2 separate regions of the Macaca mulatta genome follow, and region 1 is linked to region 2. Evidence: chromatin contacts called from public Hi-C data. All regions are on one chromosome and are shown on one strand. Each heading gives the region's core, a stretch centred on a gene start, on an enhancer-like site or on the middle of the called end of the contact. The rest is flanking DNA. Distances are from core to core; before and after follow the strand shown.

Evidence for each region. A called contact is a pair of places that touch in the nucleus more often than the background predicts.
Region 1: a contact with region 2 is called in a Hi-C map of fetal cortex germinal zone, with 5 times the contacts expected there. The contact joins the enhancer-like site here to the promoter of MLLT3 in region 2. A contact is called at or near these places in 2 of 14 Hi-C or Micro-C datasets (fetal cortex germinal zone and fetal cortical plate).

What each region holds. Positions count from the first base shown.
Region 1 is chr15:79,275,071-79,278,720 of T2T-MMU8v2.0, reverse strand. All of the region lies in intron 1 of LOC114672784 (a long non-coding RNA gene), which reads left to right. Among named protein-coding and RNA genes, the nearest start is that of SLC24A2, 130 kb to the left of the region's middle. Within about 2 kb of position 1,395, at least 14 of the 40 cell types and tissues checked have an H3K27ac peak or open chromatin away from gene starts, as enhancers often do. A contact at or near this core is called in fetal cortex germinal zone and fetal cortical plate, where this site is marked.
Region 2 is chr15:78,584,667-78,588,135 of T2T-MMU8v2.0, reverse strand. MLLT3 (MLLT3 super elongation complex subunit) reads right to left here and starts at 2,193. Exons shown (of 11, transcript XM_001108646.5): 1 at 1,922-2,193; 2 at 329-509. The coding sequence starts at 1,933.

The sequences.
Region 1 (3,650 bases), core at 146-2,645, 690 kb before region 2:
GATCACGAGGTCAGGAGATCGAGACCATCCTGGCTAACACGGTGAAACCTCGTCTCTACTAAAAATACAATAAATTAGCTGGGCATGGTGGCGGGTGCCTGAGTCCCTACTTGGGAGGCTGAGGCAGGAGAACGGCGTGAACCCGGGAGGTGGAACTTGCAGTGAACGGGGATCACACCACTGCACTCCAGCCTGGGCGACAGAGTGAGACTCCATCTCAAAAAAAAAAAAAAAAAAAAAGAAAAAAAAAAGAATTTAGAACTTACCATGCCATGTACAATATGCAATATTGAATAATCTCACCTCGATCAAAAAAATAAAGCCTCATTTTCCATGCATACAGAGAAAAATATATTCATCATGATTTTGGGGGAGCATTTAAATTCCTTCCCTGTAAAGTTTAGCTGAGGGAGTCTTATATTTTCCTAGAGAGAACGCAACATCTAACCATGCATTTCATCAGGGAACTCTATGGTACAAGGTCTCTTTTCACCTCCTTTCACAAAAAAGTGACTCCAAGCCCTGCTGGCCACTCACAATACAAAAAGCATATCTATTACTTACATGAAAGTTGAATTTAATGTGATAGGAGCAAATCACTTTTCAAAGTGGCCAAGAGAGGAGAAAAGGGTTAAGAAGTCTCTATTGATGTAAGACAAATTAAAAGCAGAAATAGAAGAAATGACACTCCTTCCCAAGAATCCTATGAGTGGGTTTTTATGCTCTGAAAATGTACCTTGATTCATTTACTTCTGTTCATACATGTTTGCATGTATGTCCTTCTCCAAGCAGCTAGAGAAACTAAAGTTTGATGCATCAGCCTGTTCCCATTGTTTCATGAGCAACCATCCAGTCTAAAAGACTAGCCTAAAGACTCTAAAAGTGGAAAATGTATTCTTTCACTCAAAAATTCCACAAGCCATCTCGCTAAGCATGAAATAGCTTCAGGGAATTCTATTTTTTCTGATAGTCCATCCCTAAGTATTTGAGTCCATGATTTTCAGGGGAGCCAAGAGATCTCATACCAAATTGCAGGAACTTCCTATGATGTTTTTAAAAAGCAGCCATTTAGTGTTCTTCTCTGATTTGGAGACAGGCAATAAAATCTTTTTATGCACCTTATTTATTTTCCTAGACATTTAAATTTTTTATGCCCAGCATGCTCAATAATTTAAGCAGAGTTGAAAATGGCCAGGTTTTACCTTCCATGGGATTATCCTTGGGGACTGAGGGTTTAAAAGAATGACAGCTATGAAAAATCCCAGGCCTCCTCCCAGCTGTGCACATTGAACTATCTCTACTGAAAGCAGTAACCTCTGCCTGCTTCACAGGAGGCATTGGCGAGCATCCTAGCAGTCACTGTAAATCACAGCCCATCACACAGCTAACTCTAGAGCAATGGGGCCACCTAGACTCCAAATATGGAAGTGCTGAAAGGACAAAATCCCTCCTGGGATTCATTCCTAGAGGCTCCTTGAGATCTGGATATTGAGAGGGTAAAAGAGAAGCTTGTACATGTCTGAGTCTCAGGTGATCAAAGACAACTTGAATGCATGAGGATTTTTCTCCATAAAACATATTAGATATTAACTTTTAAATATTTATAAAGACATGAAATATCTTAAATATTAAAAATTGTATTTTATGAGTGTTGGCCTAAAGATGAATATATTCCTGTTATATATTGCATATTAAGTAGTATATATTTACATTTATAACATTTAATTTAACCTACTGGTTTTTAAAAAATTGTTAAAAGAAATAAAGACATTTTTCTGGGACCTTAAAAGTATTGTGGGCCCTCCACACTGTGCCTAGTGGATAAATTGGCACGGCTGGCACACACTAGGGAGGTCAAGGTTTATAAGGCCTAGAAGCCTTCCATCCTTTAGACTCTTAGAATGTACGGAAAGATGTCCAAGGACACCCAAAGAGTTACCATACTTTCCTGCATTTCATGAATTTCTTTCATATTTTAATGTTTCCTTTAATGTATCACATAATAGATGACACGTTTAACATTGAGGTGGTGGGACTCTGTTCCCTTAAAGTCTTCATTGAATTGATAATACTTTTCAAATACACAGCATCTTAAAATGGAGGAGGCATGTTGTCCTAGCCATGATGAGGAAAAGCAGCCATCCCTGTGCCCTGGGATCTTTCCTGACCTGGCTCGTTCCCCTCCCTACCTACCCAGCCACACATCAAGAAGCAGTCCTTTGTCATTTATTAGCCCACCTTGGAAGCCACATTGCAGCAGTTCTGCTGTCCTCTTGGTTGAAGCAGTCACAAGCCCACCCCATTCATGGAGGAATGACAAGGTCACATTGTAGAAGAACATGTGAAATGGGGATATGGTTGTTGTCACCTTTGGAGAATGCAATCTGCCAAACATCCCCCAACAAAGACAAATACATAGAGAGTCGGATCATTTCTTTCTTTTTACTTTTTTTCTTTTTTGAGACAGAGTTTGTTCTTGTTGCCCAGGCTGGAGTGCAATGGCGCAATCTCGGCTCACTGCAACCTCTGCCTCCCGGGTTCAAGTGATTCTCCTGCCTCAGACTCCCGAGTAGCTGGGATTACAGGCATGCGCCACCATGCCTGGCTAATTTTTGTATTTTTAATTGAGACGGGGTTTCACCAGCCTGGTCTCGAACTCCTGACCTCAGGTGATCCACCCGCCTCAGCCTCTCAAAGTGCTGGGATTACAGAGAGTTAGATCATTTCTAAATGGAAGTGGGTAGCAAGGGTGATGAACAAACAGAAATTACACTGTATTCACTCCGTTGTGCCACCGTCATGCCTGAGAGGGAGCAGAGCAGCTGGCTGTGCAATCCCTTTAAGGAACATGGATATATATACCCAGTTGGTTCAGGCAATGGGTGTTACTATCAAACTATTTGCAGAGGAGTAAGGAAAACAAAAATGAGAGTGGCCAGGATGTCCTTCTCAGTCAGCTGAGCTGTGACAGCTTGTTTAGGGTGGTTGTGCAATTTAAGATGTGTCATCCCCAGCCTCAGATATCAGTGTTTCTCTTTGCTAGAACTCTACCATTATGGCTGCTTTTGGGGGAGTCCGCCACCCCATTTCTCCTGCAGTTACTAGTTACCTTATTCCCTGCTTCTCCCGTTTCTTGGTTTATACCCCTTGTGGCTTCTAGAATGTCATCTTGGTCAGGTTTCCATCACTGATCTAGTCAGCTGTGTCCATCAGTGGGATCAGGGCTTCCAGACATCTTCCCAACACAAGCCACTGACGGTGTGGCTCCTCCTTGAGAGCCAATAAGGACCCCATGAGGGTGTGGCTCCTCCTCAAGAGCCAGTAAGGACCCCATGAGGGTGTGGCTCCTCCTCAAGAGCCAGTAAGGACCCCATGAGGGTGTGGCTCCTCCTCAAGAGCCAGTAAGGACCCCATGAAGGTGTGACTCCTCCTTAAGAGCAAATAAGGATCCCATGTCTTGTGGCTCAAAATAAATACCTTTCATTGCCTGCAGATGTCAATTTCCTAAGGTTGGGCCCAGGGTGAATAAAGGAAGATAAAAGGAGACTGAATCTCTGAGGGTAAAACACAGGACAAAGTGAAATAACTTCTTCACCAAAGCAACCACCAAACTGCCTAGCATCTTCCTGCTCTCCTATCTCTGTGAGAGT
Region 2 (3,469 bases), core at 944-3,443:
CCAAACTCAACAACTAATTGCACCTTCCCCACAGAACCCGCGGCTAACCCCAGAGGACTGGTGAGGGCTGGCTTGGGATGAATAAACACTCGACACCTGACGGTCCTTTCTCTGCGGTGACTTTCACCAAGCCGAAGTCGCGCGCGCGCGGGCAGGCGGGAGCCGGGACCTGGCCCGCGCGGCGCCGCGCACCCGGATCCCGAGGCTACGCCGGCGAGCGCGGCGCGGGGGGCGGGGAGCGGGGCAGCGGGACCGCCCGGGCCAAGCGATTGTTTCCTCGCCAAGCAAAGACATTTTTTATCAAGACCCTTTTGTATTCGAGCCCTACCTCTTTTTGGCCTAGGAAAGCTTTCGTGCAAGTGGAAGACGACTTTCTCCACAAAGTGCTGTATGTTACTGTGCTCCGGGCCGCGTACGAACACCATCCAGTCGTGGGTGAAGCCCTCCACGGTGGGTTTTTTCCTCACCTGGGCGCGGTGCCCCAGCTCCAGCTTCACCTGCACGGCACACTGCGGGCAGGGGGAGGAGAGACAGCCGTGAACAACAGGAAGGCGACGTTTCGGCAGTGAACGTTGCGCCTGACATTTTTTTTCCTCCTTCTTGAAACGCACATAAAAGGAAACGGCGGTGCCCTCTGCATCCACGTTTCACGCGCGTGGGCGCGCACATCCCACACCCCCAAATATACCCGCCCGGCCGGCCCGGCTCGGCCCCAGGCGCCCCGGGCCCCGCATCCACATCGGACAGGATTGTAACGGAATGTTATCCCCAGTCGGGAAAAGGGTCAGGGAAAGAGGGAGAACACACTCAGCCACGACAAGCACGATAACAAATGCATCGGAAACAAATCAGAAGGCAATGCCGGGGCGGTTTTCCGGCGTGGAAGGGTAGGTGGCTGGGACCCAGAGGGACCGAAGGGTTCCTGGCGAGCCCCCTCCCCGAAAGTACCGCGGCGACAGGCACACGCCGAGGAAGTCTTTGTGTACGTGTGTGTGTGCGTGCGTGTGGAGCGCTGTGCCAGGCGGAATGGAAACTACAGGCAGCCTCTGCTGATGGGCACAAACTCCCGTGCTCTTGCCACGGGGTTCGTGCACAACAAAAATGAGACATCGTCACACACACATTGAAACACACACACACACACACGCCCGCAGGAAAACACACCGAGGCATCCATAACTTAAAGCACCCCGCACCCCCCAACTAAAAGCCCCAGGCGATCGGCGAGGCCAGTCGAACCGAGACCCCGCAACACACTTTCAAGAGCCAAAGTGGCTCCAAAGTATCTCCCACCTCCCCCTCAAAAATGAAATTCAGAAAGGCAGGGCGGCGGGCGGACAGCCGCCGAGCCTCGGCTCGCGCTCAGCACCCCCCGGCGCTGGGGCAAAGTTGCGTGCGGCCCCGCCGCTGTCAGCCCCGCACACTCCGGCTGACACACGCGCGCCGCGGAGAACGCACCATCGTAGCGGCCGCGGCGCTTTGCGGAGGTGCGGCCGCCGAGGCTGCTCGCCGCGTCCCCGGACTGTGCCCGCAGCTCCCGGCAGCGGCGACTGAAATATGGCTGAGTTATTATTCGCCTCCTTCCACCGTGAGTGTGTGTGTGAGTGCGCGCGTGTGAGCGAGAGGGAGTGTGTGAGTGCGCTTCTTGTGATTGCAAAGAGGCGAGGAGGGAGGGAGGCGCGGGGGGTGGAGGGGCGAGTGTGAGCGTGTGTGAGTGTGTGTGTGTCTGTGTGTGCGCGCGCGCCGGGGGGGTGGGGGAGGAGGGGAGCGGAGGCTGAGGGAGAGGCGGCAGCTCCCTGCAAGCCGTACCAACCTTTCTCTAATTGGAACCGCGGAGCGCTGGCGCTGTCTGGGCTGCGGCGGCGCAGGGCGAGGAAGGAAAGTGGGGGAGGTCTTTTATTATTATTTTTGCGCGTACTTACCGAGCTAGCCATGCCTGGGGGCCCGGAGGTTTGCTGGGGTGTTGTGTGGTACCCCCCCCTCCTCCGCCCCCCCTCAGCTGTAATTCATGAAGAGGCTGCTATGAATGAGAGCGCGCCCAGGAGCGGAGGGTAGATGGCGGACATTCTCTGCCTTTTTCCCCCCGCGCTCGCTTGCTCGCTCGCTCGCTCGCTCGCTTATTAAACTCAGCCCCAAAAGCAAAAGCAGCAGCAGCAGCAGCAGCTCCAGGGTAAAGAAGATGATTCCGGAGCATGCGCCGTGGCGCCTGACACCCGGGCTCCGAGCCTCGCGGGGCGGAGGGAGGGCTTGCGGGCGGGGCGGAGCGCGCGGGGAGGCCGAGCGAGCGAGCCAGGGGGAGCTCGAAAGAGCCAATCACCTGCCACCTTCCGAAACCCCGGCGGCCCGCAGCGCCACACTGGAAAGCCTTGCTTAAAGTAACAGGTTCCTGCTGCGGGGGTGGCAGGGAGGGGGCGCGGGACTAGGGAGAGCGGCCAGCTGGGGAGCCATCCCAGCCCCTGTGTAAACTCTGCTCGCCCTACAATAAAAAACGGATTAAAACTGCTGGAATGTAGCCACTGCTTAGAGCCCCCAGCAGCCGGAGAAGGGGTGTTAAATCAAGTCCTTAGCTAGCACGCACGGGGAGGAGGGAGTGGGCTTTCTTTTACTTTCCACCACGTATTTCTATGGTTTTGTGCTGAAAAGACAAGAACTCACACCCAAACAAACTTATTTAAAGAGAGAGAGAGAAATGCTATCCTGCAAAAAACGAGCATGAAAATAGCAATCACTGAGGCTGTTCTAACCCGCAACGATCCCCTGGCCCCCTGCCCCATCCACTCACAGGCACCCGCCCACCACCCTCACTCCCCGCCCTCCTGCCACCGCCACTGAAAATTTGAAAATGAAATGAACAAGGGAGAAACAAGGATGCTATTTCCTTGCAAGGGAACGCCTTCCTCGTTGGTAATCCCCGGCTGGGAAGTTTCATAAAGCGGTGCCCAGGTGAAGGCAAGACACCTGGGGGTGCCAGGTACAGACCCTCGGGGACCAGGCTTGGAGTTGTTTTCTTCGGGAGGCTTCCCCTCCTGACAGCCTGCTGAGTTGCATCAGAACGTGGAGGATTTTCCTCTGAGGACGCGCGGGGCAACTGGGAGTCTTAAAATAACAGATAAAGTTAATACTGACTGTAATGTGCGTAAATTGGATTATAATCTTTAGGCGTATTGGTGACAGCCAGCGTAATCCATCTCTGGGTATTAATCCGGTTAGACTCCCCGGTGACAACCAGTCGCAGGAGCGTTCCCAGAGTCGCGCCTCTGCAAATGTTCTCACTCGCGTTGTATTTGGTCTCAGTGGCCGGAGACAGAACAGCGCGGCCACGCGTGGGGCGCGGCGAGGAGTATCAACTACTGGCTTCCTTTAGAAACGCAGACAACCTTTAAAAAGGAAACGGATAAGATCTAGACGTTTGATTTGAAAGTGAAAGATGGGTGTGACTTTGGTTCGTTAAACAAAGATCCTTGCATCTT